Linked DNA regions of Mus musculus: regions 2 and 3 are each linked to region 1. Evidence: chromatin contacts called from public ChIA-PET and promoter capture Hi-C data. All regions are on one chromosome and are shown on one strand. Each heading gives the region's core, a stretch centred on a gene start, on an enhancer-like site or on the middle of the called end of the contact. The rest is flanking DNA. Distances are from core to core; before and after follow the strand shown.

Evidence for each region. Promoter capture Hi-C pulls out the DNA fragments that hold promoters and counts their contacts. ChIA-PET counts read pairs in DNA pulled down with a chosen protein or histone mark.
Region 2: an RNA polymerase II ChIA-PET map of memory CD8 T cells shows a contact between it and region 1, with 57 read pairs. The contact joins the promoter of Tbl3 here to the promoter of BC003965 in region 1. A contact is called at or near these places in 1 of 484 Hi-C or Micro-C datasets (CD4 T cells), 4 of 115 datasets of contacts at active chromatin or transcription factors (craniofacial prominence, fibro-adipogenic progenitors, memory CD8 T cells and 1 more) and 2 of 9 other capture datasets (adipose tissue and liver).
Region 3: a contact with region 1 is called in a promoter capture Hi-C map of embryonic stem cells. The contact joins the promoter of Meiob here to the promoter of BC003965 in region 1. A contact is called at or near these places in 2 of 39 promoter capture datasets (embryonic stem cells and hematopoietic stem and progenitor cells) and 3 of 115 datasets of contacts at active chromatin or transcription factors (bone marrow-derived macrophages, embryonic stem cells and memory CD8 T cells).

The regions. Positions count from the first base shown.
Region 1 is chr17:25,182,184-25,186,823 of GRCm38.p6, forward strand. BC003965 (cDNA sequence BC003965) reads left to right here and starts at 2,378. Exons shown (of 2, transcript NM_183150.2): 1 at 2,378-2,457; 2 at 2,537-4,640. The coding sequence starts at 2,426. The coding sequence ends at 2,915.
Region 2 is chr17:24,705,645-24,710,284 of GRCm38.p6, forward strand. It overlaps Tbl3 (transducin (beta)-like 3), which reads right to left and starts at 2,009. Exons shown (of 22, transcript NM_145396.4): 1 at 1,880-2,009; 2 at 471-522; 3 at 291-386; 4 at 157-204; 5 at 1-62. The coding sequence starts at 1,920.
Region 3 is chr17:24,802,487-24,807,126 of GRCm38.p6, forward strand. Meiob (meiosis specific with OB domains) reads left to right here and starts at 1,896. Exons shown (of 14, transcript NM_029197.1): 1 at 1,896-1,926.

The DNA of each region.
Region 1 (4,640 bases), core at 1,128-3,627:
CGAGGGTCTCTTACTGGGACCTGGGACTTGGCAGTTAAGCCATACTGGGTAATGAGAGAGCTCCACAGATCCCTCTTTTCTGCATCCCCAGAGCTGGAATTACAAACATACATAGAGCTTCTTATGTGTCTGGTAAGGCTCCAGCTCAGGGCCTCATGCTTGCATGGTGAGCACTTCACAGATTGAACCACCTGTCTTGCCAGCCCTAAAATGTCTCTTTCTGCCTCTGATCTGAGACAGTCACTGAGACTGAGATGGGCTCATTGGTCATTGTCAGAGGCTAGCCCACCCAAGGATGAAACTCTTAACTCTTGCTGTACCTCCTTGTCTGGTCCCATGGGCTATCCTGTGCAGCTTGAGCCTGGCTCTCCTACAGTATCCAATCCAGGAAGCCTGATTCCCGTTACACCTTAGGGCCCTTAAGCTCCATTTCCTTCTGAAAGCTCACCCTGGTTTGCATGTTCCCTATAGTTAAGGGCCTAGGTGCTGTGAGGTCCTTGCTAGGAAACTGGTGTAGCAGTGTGGGGTTCTGTGATGGAACAGGTGGGGTGGGGCCCAGGGAGGAGGACCTTGGTAGACAGGTGCCTCTGTTGACACAGCAGCTCTTAGTCAGGGTCCTGGGTTGGGCCTCTTAGTGTATGGGGCGGGGGGAACCTCACAGGTGTTGCTGGGCTCCCGACATCTCTATCATTGCTCCTGCTCTAACTCAGTGAGAGTGCCTTGAGGAAGAACAGAGTGGAGTGTGAGGCTTTTCCCGTTAGTAAGTGGCTCCCGGTCACAGGAGGCTCCTGATTTTGTTCCATCCTGGGCTAGATTACAGCTCAGAGTAAGGGCATTTCCCAGGACCCTTTCTTTCCCACAAAGCAGTAAACATCCAAAAGCTATGGTCACCTTCAGGATGACAGAGTGTGCTTCCCCAGGTGGGAGACCTTGAGCAAAGAGCGGGCAAAACCACCTGCAGGGAACAAGGCAAGTGAGTTTGCAGGCTGCTCCCAAATCCTGCAGTTGCAACAGGTGTAAATTTCCCCCCCAAGCTTCTGGATCCAATTGATATCAGACCCCTATTTCCCTGCATGGGGAGAAGTTCAAGTCCAGTCCCCCAGCAGAGGAGTTTCAAGTGAAGACAGGACAGTTGGGCTGGGTTTTTGTAGCTGAACTTCATGTCTTCAGGAGCCAGGTTGCTGCACTGTGAGTTGTGTGTCTCCCCTCTATGCTGCCTAGTGAGGGCACCCTCTACCTTCTTGGAGTGCTGTGTAAGACTGGCCCTCACTCTAGCAGGAATATCTACATCACTAACAGCCAAAGGCTGAAGGGTCCTTTTCCTGCCTAACTTCTCCCTTGTCATGCATGCTGTGGTGCCCTCAGACACCCTCCTGAGCAAAATAAATCATGGGGACTCTGCTTGCCCAGAAAGGAACTCACAGCCCCATGAGATAGAGGAAGAGGTGTTTTTTTGTTTTTATTCATGTCACTGGTTTACAGATCAAGAATAAAATCGGAGTGATAATCATTATTGAGCCCTGCGGTAAGACCAGGTGTAATATAACTCACTCTAGCTTCTACACAGCACAGGTACTAAGAAGACAGACACCTTTAGGGCTGATCCTCTTTTTTTTTTTTTTTTTTTTGTATTTTAAATTGGGTTGATGTTAAGCTGTGTAGTACTTGGGACCAGTGATTCTCTTCTATCTGCCTCCACAGTATTGGGATTACAAGGTTGCCTGGCTGATTCTGACGATGCAGAGCTTCAATCAGCTTCCAGATCAAAAGGCCAGGTGCACGTTAGCTATGGGAGTGTAATTTCAGAATCGCCTCCCTGTAGGCTGTCCGAGATCTGGTCAGCCTATGGTCTACACAGAGCCATTTCCATTCTTCCTGAAGGCAAATGGATTCTGGGGACCTGGGATAGTCTAGGTGGAGGTGATGTTTCTACAAGCCTTTTCAAAGGGACGGCCAGGCCGGGAGGCGTTTAAGGCGCGAGGGTTTCCCGCCTCCGTGCCTGAGAGCTCGGATGGAGCGCTAAGACTGGAAGATGCGCTCATGGAGAACAGGGACCAAGTCCCTCCCGGACGATGGTCCTGGAAAGAAGCCAGCAGATGCCACGGGTTCTCAAGTCCTTGGGCATCACACTAAACAGCCTCGGGCCAAGCTCTTCGGAGAACCGAGTCTGCTTCACTTTCAATCCGCCGCGCCGGATCAGGTCTCAATGGAAGGACCCAGAACGACACAAACCCGTAAGTCGTCCAGATAGTGATCAGGGCGAGGCCGGAGACGGAAGAGCTAGCGAGAGGAAATGCATCATTTCCGTTGCGCCGCTGGACCCACGTTTTGTAGTCGTGAAATTGGATGTGAAGTTCGGCTTCCGGTTTTGTGCGACGGAAGTGACGAAAGCGCGGTGCGCCTCAGCGTGCGAGTCGAGGTCGCTATGAACAGTGTCCTGTGCTCACGGGCTGCGGGGTGAGAGCCGTGAGGTGCCGGTGCGTGAGGGTGGGAGGTGGCCGTGGCTCCGGGACGCTTACTGCTGTCTCTCTTCCAGAGCGGTCCGGGCTCTGCGGCTCGTGGGCTGGGCTTCGCGAAGTTTGCATCCGCCGCCCCGTGGCCGGTCTCCAGCTCAGCCTGCAGACAGGGAAGAGGAGGACGACGACCCCAACCTCCCGATCCAATTTTCCGGCAGCAAAGCCACCCCGATCCGCTGGACCGTGGAGCATTCCCTGGGGAAGCCGCAGCAGCGGCCCTGGTGGAAAGTGCTGCCGCTCACCCTCACACTCGTGGCTCTGGTTGTATGGTGCTACCAGAGGGAGGAGAGCGGCATGGACCTGTGGTTGAGGCAGGTGTTGGAAGAGGAGGACGAGGAGGAGCCGGAAGGTCCTCCGGAGGAGCTTGAAGCTCCGGCCCTCTACGGGGCTAGAACGTAACAGGGTGCGTGCTGAGGAAGGGACTAGGCAGCCGTCCTTTCGTTGTTGAATTTGACGATTTCTGAACTGGTTCTGCGCATGTCCTCGTTGCTTAAAGGACTTGGATGGCGCTCTTGGCGCTGAGACACAAGAACACAGCACAAAGTTGGAGGCTTGAAATCTGATCTTTGCCGAACACCAATGCCCAGTGATTACGTCCATAGAACTTTTGAGGTTCCTAGAAAAGGTTTTGGGTGCACCTTATGCTCTTGAGTTATGATGTGTTCATACAGCCTAATCATGTTTCCAGCGTTCATCTGGTGGAGGTGTTACCTGCAGTTCATTCGCTTTCCGAGACAGACTAACTGCTGAAGTGTAATTACCTATATGTGTGCAACATCAGTTGAAGCTATTTTAAAAACTAACAAATGGAAAATACATTTGGTAAAGTCTAATGAACTCAATTTTCTCACCTCCCCTTTCATCATCAAGTAGGCTTTGGTTTTTTTGTTTTGAAACACAGTCCCCCTATTTAGCTCTGGCAGGCCTAGAACTGGCTATGTAAACCAGCCTTGCTGTAGACTTAGATATCAGCCTGCTTCCTGCTTCTGCTGCCATCTTTTTTTTTTTTTTTTTCTCTTCTGCTCTTCATTCCCACATGAGAACTTAAAAACTTGACAGAAGTGGTAGGGTATGCTTGTCATCTCAACACTTATGAAACTGAGGCAGGAGGATCCTAAGTTTGGGGTCTGCTTGGGCTACGTAGGGAGGGCCTGTCTCAAACAAAACAAAACATCAATAATATAGTGGGTTGGTTTTTTTTGTTTGTTTGTTTCTGTCTTTTTCACAGTGTTGTGATTGAACTCAGGAGTCTATTGTGCTATCCTACCAATGAGGTCTGTTTCCAGCTCACATAGAATTGCTTTTGCAAAAAAAAAAAAATGTTACATTTCATGCAGTGGGTTCTCAGTGCTGCCAGGCTGATAACTTATCTGAAGTGATGTGGGCATTTGAACTCGTGAGCAGAATAAGTGGGGACACTCACTACACCTCTGCTTTCTCGTTTTTTTTCTTTCCTTCCCCCTTTCTAATTTTTCAAGACAAGGTTTCTTTATGTAGCCCTGGCCATCCTGGAATTCTGGCTGTATCCCTGGCTGGCCTTGAACTCAGAGGCAGAGGCTGCGTCCGCCTCCTGAGTGGTGGGATCAAAGGCGAGCACCACCAGATCTGAGTTTCACATCTATTTTACGGATAGGAGAATAGGTGTGTTAGCTAAAGGGTTACTTAAATGTTTATTTTATTTATTTATTTATTTTTTGTGCTATGCTTTTCCAATTTCCCAAATAGACTGTAGCTTGTGTTTTTCCTATTGTTTTCAGCCCAATGAATTCTCTGGGTGAGTGCCCAGCAAATATCAGGTAGGGAGAGGGCCTGTAACTAACTATAAGCCAGCTGCATGTACAAGACAGTAGATAAACTGTTGGGCAGAAAGAAATGATTGAATAAAACATGTTCTTTTGAGGGAGGAGGAGTTAACGTAACTGACGCTTACAAAATTAGATTTACTTTATGTGTATGTATGTGCATCACATACATGTCTGTTGCCTATACAGGTAAGAAGAGGATGTCAGATTCCCTGGAACTGGAAATACAAATGGCTATGAGCAACCATGTAGGTTCTGGGAACTGAACTTGGGTCCTCTGGAAGAGGAGCCATTCACTGTGAGCAATTTCTCCAGCCCCAAC
Region 2 (4,640 bases), core at 759-3,258, 480 kb before region 1:
ACAGTGCCTTCCCGCCAGGCCCACTGAGCCAGCAGCAGTGCGCGGCTGGCTGTTACGAGTACCTGGGGAAGGGTGTGGGATAGTAAAGATGAGGGATAATACATTCAGTGTGGAAGGGAGGTCCCAGAGCTTACCCACCGCCCCTACCCATCATACTTCATCATCAGGACTGAGGTCAAAGGAGGTAATGTCCTCTTGGTCCTCCTAAAGGAAGAGTGGGCATAGAGAACACCATAAGAATATGCTGCCCTCCCCCAGGGCCTCTCACATCTGCCCAAGTCTGTCCTTACCTGCTCCAGGCTCCGAAGCAAAGCCCCTGAGGCCACATCCAGGATGTTAACTTTGGTACCACAGACACAGAAGAGGTAATGGCCAGTCTGGTCCAGCTAGGGACAAAAGGGGTCTCAGCCAAGGAACTACTCAGTACTCACTAAACCCCCCACCCCCGCTATGCCCCTGGGGATAGTTACCTGTGCTTTCCCACCCTTGTAGAAAGGTTCAATCTTTCGCTCAACAGCATAGCTGGGAAGAGAACAGGATGCTGAGTGATGGCCTAATGTCCTTGCCCCAGTGCCCCCAGACCACTGGGTGCTCTCCCAGAGATGAGACAAATGCTTGCCCTTGCTGAGCGCCCAGGCAGCAGCAGGAACCCGGGGGTGAAAACCAAGCATCTCCGTGGGAGGATGTTTCACATTATGGAGAGGCTGAGATGCATGCCCCAGTGGCTCTCATGGGGTCATCAGACAGGTTGAAGAGATGGGCCTGACTCAAGGTGAAGGAAGCCCAACAGCCCAGGCTTCAGCACTGAGGTCTTTTGGGGGCTCTCTACTAGTTGTGGGAGGCCAGGAATAGTAACATACTCTCAAAGTCTTGACCAGTAGGCCCAGCATGCCACCCCACTCCTCCAGCCTCAGTGTCATTTGGTTTCTCCCGACTAACAGTGACTTCTGGGATCTGACTAAAGCTGCCCTCTTTTCCACTCCCTCTACTGCTTTGGTCCAAGCCGATGAAATTTTCTGGGAGGTAATGGCGGTGGCCATTGCAGTCTCCTCAGTGAGTTTCTTACCAGCGCTTTCATCTCTGTTGTCTAATGACTTCTAAAACAACTGAGGGGTGTCTCTGCAGTGCCTAAACTTCCCCTTCTTTCACACCTCACATGCTTTTGTGACATTACCCTGCCTGGCCCAGAAGGACTTTTGCCTGCCTTCCTTTCTTTCTTTTCTTTTCTTTTTTGTTTGTTTGCTTTTTGAGACAGGGTTTCTCTGTGTAGCCCTGGCTGTCCTGGAACTCACTTTGTAGACCATGCTGGCCTCGAACTCAGAAATCCGCCTGCCTCTGCCTCCCGAGTGCTGGGATTTAAGGCGTGAGCCACCATGCCCAGCTTTGCCTATCTTTCTTAATAGTCAACACCACAGCGTCACTGCTCCTGGCCCAGGCACTATAACAGGTCATTTGCTTCTGCCCTCTATTTGGGCTGGGCTGGGCTTTCCAAATTCAAATGCTCTGCCCTCCAACCTCCTAAGTCCAGTCCGTGGAAGTCTGCCCATCAAAATAAAAGCAGCGTCGGAGACTCTGCAACCAGTTAACCCATCAACAGAGATGCTGTCAGCACCGAGGCTTTTCTTTGCAAGAGCTCCCTTGCCATAATCCATTCCACTCAGTGACAGATGGAAATTAGTTATCTGAAAACTGCACACTATGAATAAAGGCAGAGCCTCTTCCTATCTTAGCACTAAACAGCAGCTGTTCACAGGGGAACTGACTGAGCTCAGGACTCAGAGCCCCCGCTATCACAATGAACACCCCTCCTAAACTCCTGGCTCCCTTTTCCGGTTCCTCCCCATTTCCCTTCGGGTCCGCGCCTCCTCCGAGGACTTACTTGGCTTTGAAGCGGCACAATCCCGCCGCAGTCTCGGCCATGTCCCAGGGCAGCGCCTCCAAGTTCAGCAGCCTTTCTCCCCGCGTGAACCGGCCAGTGTGCTACTCTGTACTTCAAGGCACGCGGTGATGACGTCAGGAGCCGCAACTCCTTGACGCCATCAACATGCGCGCCGGGAGACCGGCTGCTGCCACTGGGAGTGGGAGCCGAAGGCATATCCAGTGTGGATGCTGGCAGCTGGCAGTAGAACGTCTTATTTACTGTTTTCATTTGGGTCTGTTTTCCTTTCCTTTCCTTTTTCCTTTCCTTTCCTTAACTGTCCTGTCCTTTTTTTTTTTTTCTTTTGGTTTTGTTAGACAAGATGTCTTTTACAACAACGGATTGGTGTCTCGGCGGTGCTTAAAGCTTCCCCTATCGCCGGGCGTGGTGGCGCACGCCTTTAATCTCAGCACTGGGGAGATCGAGGCCAGCCTGGTCTACAAAGTGAGCTCCAGGACAGCCAGGGCTATACAGAGAAACCCTGTCTCGAAAAACAAAAACAAAACAAAACAAAACAAAACAAAAAAAGCTTCCCCTATCACATGCTTCTGTAGATCTTGTCCAGGACTTTCGCCTCTGTGCCCCGCCCCCAACCCGATGTGTGTTTGTGTGTGTGTAACTGTCTGTCTGTCTCGCTCTCCTTTCCTCCTTCCCTCCCTCTCCCCCCACTCCCTTTTGTGTTTTTCGAGATACAGATTCTCTGAAGCACTGGTTGTCCTAGAACTCGTTCTATTGAAGATCTGCTTACTTCTACTTCGCGACTGCTGGATTTAAAGGCGTGTCCTTCCGGCTTGTTTTCTTTTCATTAAAAATTAATTTGTAGCCGGGCGTGGTGGCACACGCCTTTAATCCCAGCACTCGGGAGGCAGAGGGAGGCGGATTTCTGAATTCGAGGCCAGCCTGGTCTACAAAGTGAGTTCCAGGACAGCCAGGGCTATACAGAGAAACCCTGTCTCGAAAAACCAAAAAAATAAAAATAATAAATAATAAATAAAAAATAATAATAATTTGCAGGGCTGGAGAGATAGCTCAGTGGTTAAGAGCATTGGCTGCTCTTCCCGAGGTCCTGAGTTCAATTCCCAGCAACCACATGGTGACTGACAGCTGTTTATAATGTGATCTAATGTCCCTTTCTGGCATGCAGATGTATATGTAGATAGAGCACTTTATAAATAAATTTTAAAATTAACTTGCAGGCTGGAGAGGGCTCAGTGGTGAAGAGTGCTGACTGCTTCTCCAGAGATCCTGAGTTCAATTTCCAGGAAACACATGGTAACTCACAAACATACATAATGAGATCTAGTGCCCTCTTCTGTCCTGCAGTCGTACATGCAGGCAGAACACTGGTTACATAAATAAATCTTAAAAAGAAAATTAATTTACACTCAGTAAGCTGAGGTAGGTGGATCTCTGAATTCAGGGTCGGCCTTGTCTATAGCATAAGTTTCAGCACAGCCAAGGCTACACAGAAAAACCCTGTTTCGGGAAAAAAAATGATTAAGGAAGAGTCTGATTATGTATTCAGTTAGTTTTAGGCTGGTCTGGAATTGTGTGATAATCTAGACTGGCTTCAGGCTCAAGCTCTTTCTGTTTCAGCCTCTCTGATACCCTCAAGTTATCATTTAGTGTGTGTGTGTGTGTGTGTGTGTGTGTGTGTGTGTGTGTGTGTGTGTGCGCGCACGCGCGCGCGCCACACATCTGCCCACTCCACATAGTATATGTATAGACAGAGGACCTGGAAATAACTTCTTTCTTCCACTGTGTAGATCCCAGGGATTAAACTCAGATTATCAGGCTTGGCAGCAGTTACTCAGTGAGACATCTCAGACATCTCTCTAGGCCAGTTTGTGTGTGTGTGTATGTGTGTGTGTGTTTCTGAAAACAAGCAACATGGTCTTTTTTTTTTTTTTTTTTGGTTTTTCGAGACAGGGTTTCTGTGTGTGGCCCTGGAACTCACTCTGTAGACCAGACTGGCCTCGAACTCAGAAATTCGCCTGCCTCTGCCTCCCAAATGCCCGGCGCGCAACATGGTCTTTATTGGCCTGGTTGACTTGAAACAATCTAGCCCAGGCTGGCTTTGAACTCACAGAGATTCCCCCTGCCTCTGAATCATGAGTGCTGGAATTAAAGGCATGTGCTATTACCACCCTCCTTCCAGGCCTTTTTATCTTAACATGGATTTTTAAAGTGCTTTTGGCCTAGGCATGGTTGGAGATACCTTTAATCCCAGTACTCAGGAGGCAGAGGCAAACAGATCTCTGAATTCAAGACTGGCTTGGTCTACTTAATGAATATCAAGTCACCCAAGACTCTGTAGTGAAAACCTGTCTCAAATAAACCATTTTCTTTTATTAAATGCTTCTGGAAATGTTTACATTTGCCCCTTAGCAGGTATGGTCAATATGTAACAGTCCTGAAAGATGTAACCATCTAGGGGTCTTGATTAGACTCATTTTCTCTGCCAATAAAAGAATTAAAAGGCAGGGGAAAGAAACTCAAGTGTAACAGGTGGCAGCAGAGAACTCTCAAAGATGGCAAGCAGGACAAACAGAGTGAGCAGGCGAAGAAAGTTGGTTTTTATGGGTAGGAAATCATACACATAGCAGGCATAAAGACCCTCCATGATGCAGAAGAGGCACTGAGACAAGGCCCAGCTTCTCCTTGAGAGCCTGGAGTTTTGAAAGTTTCTGGTGTCTTCCTCCTGCTAATTTAGTGCTGGTTA
Region 3 (4,640 bases), core at 646-3,145, 380 kb before region 1:
AATTTTTTAAATGAAAAATAAAAATTAATTTTGATGATGGAAGGAAACGACTCTAATGGTGTTTTTGTACTCTTGTTTTTGTGTGTGTGTGTGTGTGTGTAAATGCTTTCTCCACATGCATGTATGCACACTGCATGCCTGGTGCCAGCAGAAGTCAGAAGAGGACTTTGGATTCTCTGGAACTAGAGTTATGGATGGCTGTGAGCTACCATATGGGTGCCTGGAATTGAACTTGGGCCCTCTGTAACAAGTGTTCTTAACGGCTGAGCTATCTCTCCAGGCACTAATGGTGTTTTTAAATTTGAATTTAGTTTTCGACAGGGTCTCACTGTGTAGCCTGGGTGGTCTGGAACTCTCTATGTAGACCAGATTGGCCTCAAACTCAGAGATCTGCTTGCGTCTGCCTCCTTAAAACTGGGATTGAGGGCATGTGCTATCACTCCTGGCTTACATGCAGTTTTCTTTTGTAATATATGTTAACATATGGCTGCTTAATATTTGTCAGAGAAACCGAAAAAAAAATTAAATAATACTAAATGTTGACAAATTTAATAGATTTAGTGATAGGACCTTAACTTACTTATTTCAATAAGTACTTCATTAATGAAAGTCAGAGTAAGATTTTTATATGGTAGTAATTTTGTTTGTTTGAGACAGGTTCTAGATAGTCCAACTTGGCCTTTTTTCTTTTTTTTTAGGTCTTCATGAGCTGAGCTACTCATGATCCTGAAACACATGATTCTCCTACTTCAATCTCTGAAGTTCTAGACCAGCCTGGTTTACAAAGTAAGTTCTAGGACAACAAGGGCTGTTACACAGAGAAACCCTGTCTTTTTTGTTGTTTTGAGTCAGGGTTTCTCTGTGTAGCCCTGGCTGTCCTGGAACTCACTCTGTAGACCAGGCTAGCCTTGAACTCAGAGATCCACCGGCTTCTGCCTCCCAAGTGCTGAGATCAAAGGCATGTACCACCACCTCCTCCTGAAAACCCTGTCTTAAAAAAACAAAAGCAACAAAAAAATTAGTATTATCTATTTTAAGCTCAGCATAATGGCTCATGTCTTTAATCACAGAACTTCCAAGGCAGAGGCCTCTGAGAGTTCAAGGTCAGCCTGGTCTACATAGTGAGTTCCAGGACGGCCAGAACGACATCATAAGACCCCGTCTTAACGTCCCTGCCCCCAAATAGTATTATCTATTTTATATAATACTGTGGTATTTTCAAATAGTATTATTTTACATAATATTATATGTGTACCTCCTGATATATATGGTATGTGGTAAAACCAGGGAAACTCCTTTAATAAGAGCATCTGGCCATTTCCTCTTCCACAACCCTATCGGTTTTTATATCCGTGTCTTCCTTCAGTTCACTTTCTGCTCTAAATTAAGAATATTTCACTTAAGGTAACTTTGTGCTTTCTCGGAGACGTGTGCAATTATAAGACATTTATGAGGGTTGCTCAGTGGGGACAGCCTGAGACCCTAGTCAGGATCCCAACCAGAGAACTGCGGCAAATGCCTAGCCTGCTTCCTTAGCGACTTCCCCCTTTCACTAGCTCCTGTGCGGTGCGTGGTCGCCGCTCCTGTCTTCGAGTGACCCCGAAATTGGCTTTTCTGGGTCAGTACCTACGGCCGACTTGGCCTCCACCACCTGAGTCCTTAACAAAGTTCTCCAGTCCAAGGAATGGGTAGTGCCTCTCCCCTAACCGTGAACACGTGCGTGAGACCCGCGGCCATAGGGGCGGAGTCCACAAGCGCTGGGGGCGGAGTCAGTGGGGGCGCGGTCAGTAGGGGGCGGAGGGGGCGGGGCTCGAGCTAACGGTCGGGGACTCCAGGCGGTTCGCCCACCGGGCTGTGGGAAGGCCTAGAGCGTGACCGGCGTCAGGTGGAACCCCGTGGGTCACCTAGCGGGCCCGGAAGTATCCGGTGAGCCGCGACCCAGACTGCCTGTTTCGGCATCCGGCCGGCGGCGCGGGACCGCGCTCCGGTTCTGAGAGCTGGTGCCTGAGCTGAGGGGAAACTCGCGCGGGGTCGCACGCGCCGACGTCCCCAAGGTTCTCCGCGGTGCGCGCGGCCCTCGGTCTGTCAGGTCCCTTCCAGTCAAGACTCACTCATTCGTGTCTCTTCTGCCCTGCCCGGTTGCTTCTTGTCAGGTTCTACCCTGCCTGTCCACTCCTGTCAGCTCCCTCCCAGCCCGTCCATTTCCTGTCAGGTTTCTCGCTGTCACGGTCCCAGGTTGTTAGTGTCCCAGGTCAGCGTGTCTCTCGAGGTCAGAGCCGTACTGTCAGGTTCCATTCCGGCAGATGGCTCCCATGGAGTTGCTTACCCTCCACATCCTCACCCTGTCAGGCTCCCCAGGACAAGAATGAATCCCGTAGGCAGGCAGGGGTGGTTGGTGCACTCCTTTAACCCCAGGCATGCAAGAGGGGAGGCAAAGGCAGGCAGATCGTGGAGTTCCAAATCAGCGAGTTCCAGGGCCGCCAGAGCAACACAGAGAATCCTTGTTTCGAAAAACAAAACAAACAAAATTCCAGAGACAGGCCTTTTTAGTTGTTTGTTTGTTTGTTGAAACAGGCTCTCCCTACGTAGCTCAGGTTAACCTTGAACTTGTGATTCACCTGCCTCTGCCTCCTGTGTTTGGATTACAAGCCAGCACCACTCCAAGCATCAGAGGAAATGGAGAAAAATGTTCTCTTTCTCCTCTCCCTGCTTACCTTTCTCTTCCTTTCTTTCTCCTTTCCTCCTTCCTTTTCATCTTCCCGGAATTGTCTGGTTCTTTCTTTCCTTTCAAATCCTTCCTCCATCCCTCCCTTCTCGAGACAGGGTCTCAGGTAGCCCAGGGTGGCTTCAAAAATTCACTATGTAGCTGAGGTTAGCCTTGAACTCTTGATTCTCCTACCTTCACTTTCCAAATGCTGAGATTGCAGGTATATGTCACCATATCTAGCTGGAAGAGAGGTTTTAAGGAGGAAGGGAGCCTGTCAGTTCTCAAGGATAGGGACAGGATATATCAGAAGCCTACATGCAGTATGTATGTATATCATATAGGATCCAGGAGGATAGAGTATGTAAAATATATATACATATATAATATGTTATATATATGTTAAAACATCTATATAAAATGAGTAAAACATATATAATACATATATTCCTACAGATTACTTTCCCTGACCTCATGTCCCACTTGTTTCCCCTTACTTCTACCTATAACACCCCCTGGTTACCACTGTTCTTTTCATTATATCCAGGATTTTGCCTTTTCCAGAATGACACACAGTTGGAATAATCAGAAACATGTTAAAATACTGAGTGGGAATGGAAAGATGACTCAAGGGATGAGTGCTTAGAACAAAGGGATGCAGATGTGATGAATTTGGATCCTAGCACCCACATAAAAGTGAGGCATGACTGCACTTGTGGGGGTTGGAGATAAGAGATCACTGGTACTTGCTAGCCTTCAGTCCGTCTGGCTTTAGTTTCAGTGAGAGGCTCTGTTTCAAAGAAATAAGGCAAAGAGAAATAGAACTGGCTTCTTCCTCTGGCCTTTGTGTACATTCATGTACACACATGTGCATATAAACTATACATACCGCACATGATGATGATGTAAAGATGTCAGGTGCCACGATGGATGTGTAGAGGTCAGAGGACAAGTTTTGGGAGTGGACTCTCTCCTTGCATCATGTGATTTCTGGTGATCAGATTCAGGTTGCCAGTCTTGGTAGCAAGAGCCCTTACTCAGTGAGCCATCTTATTGACCACCCCCTAAATTTTTATGTTTAAAATTTTTATTTATTTATTTTTTTGACAAAAGCAGTGCTAGGTACTACCATAGAAAGTTACTAACACTTTCCCCAGTGTGGTAGCCAGGAGGTCAGCTTTCTAATGGACAACTCAAGAGTGTTTGGAAGAAAGGAGACTTGTTGCACTAAGAGAAACAAATCCTAGTCTTATAAAACATTGTTACAAAACTTGTGGTTTGTGGTGAGAGGTTGCAAAGATACCCTGTATAGAAATAACATCATGGAGAACTCTTCCTTAGCATAAATCTGTAGAATAAAACAGAAAACATAGGAAAGTCATTTCCAAGTTCTCTGAAAGCTTCCTTTACCTAGAATAGCAAGCTATAAACCACACCTGTTTTTCAACTAGAATTCATATCTATCTAAAAAGTTAGCCGTAACAATATTATCTTCAAATTATAAAATGATTTTTGTTTAGGACTTCATTTGATCCAGTCTACAAACAGTAGCAACTATGTGTGATACCCTGAAGTACCTAGTCCTTTGTGGTTACATTAGAGGAAGAGACAAGGTACAGCTCTGATCTTATGAAGCAGCCTTATAAGGAGGAGACAGACACAAAGAATGAGTAGCAGGAAAGGCCTCATCTTGGGACTAATATAGAAGAGCCTGTCCTTGGAAGATTGGAAGGTGGTGTGACTGGGGAAAAAAAAGAAAAAAGGCAGCTGCTTTTTCCCAAACCCCACATCTTCTCTGGTCTAGGGGAGTAAGGCACTGGAGGGTGGTTTGAAGAGAGGTGGAGACAGTAAAGGCTCTTCACACTGCAGGCTATGGCAAGTTTAGACTTTGTTCTCAATGCTCTGGAAAGGTTTATAAAGCAAGGAAGTGATATGA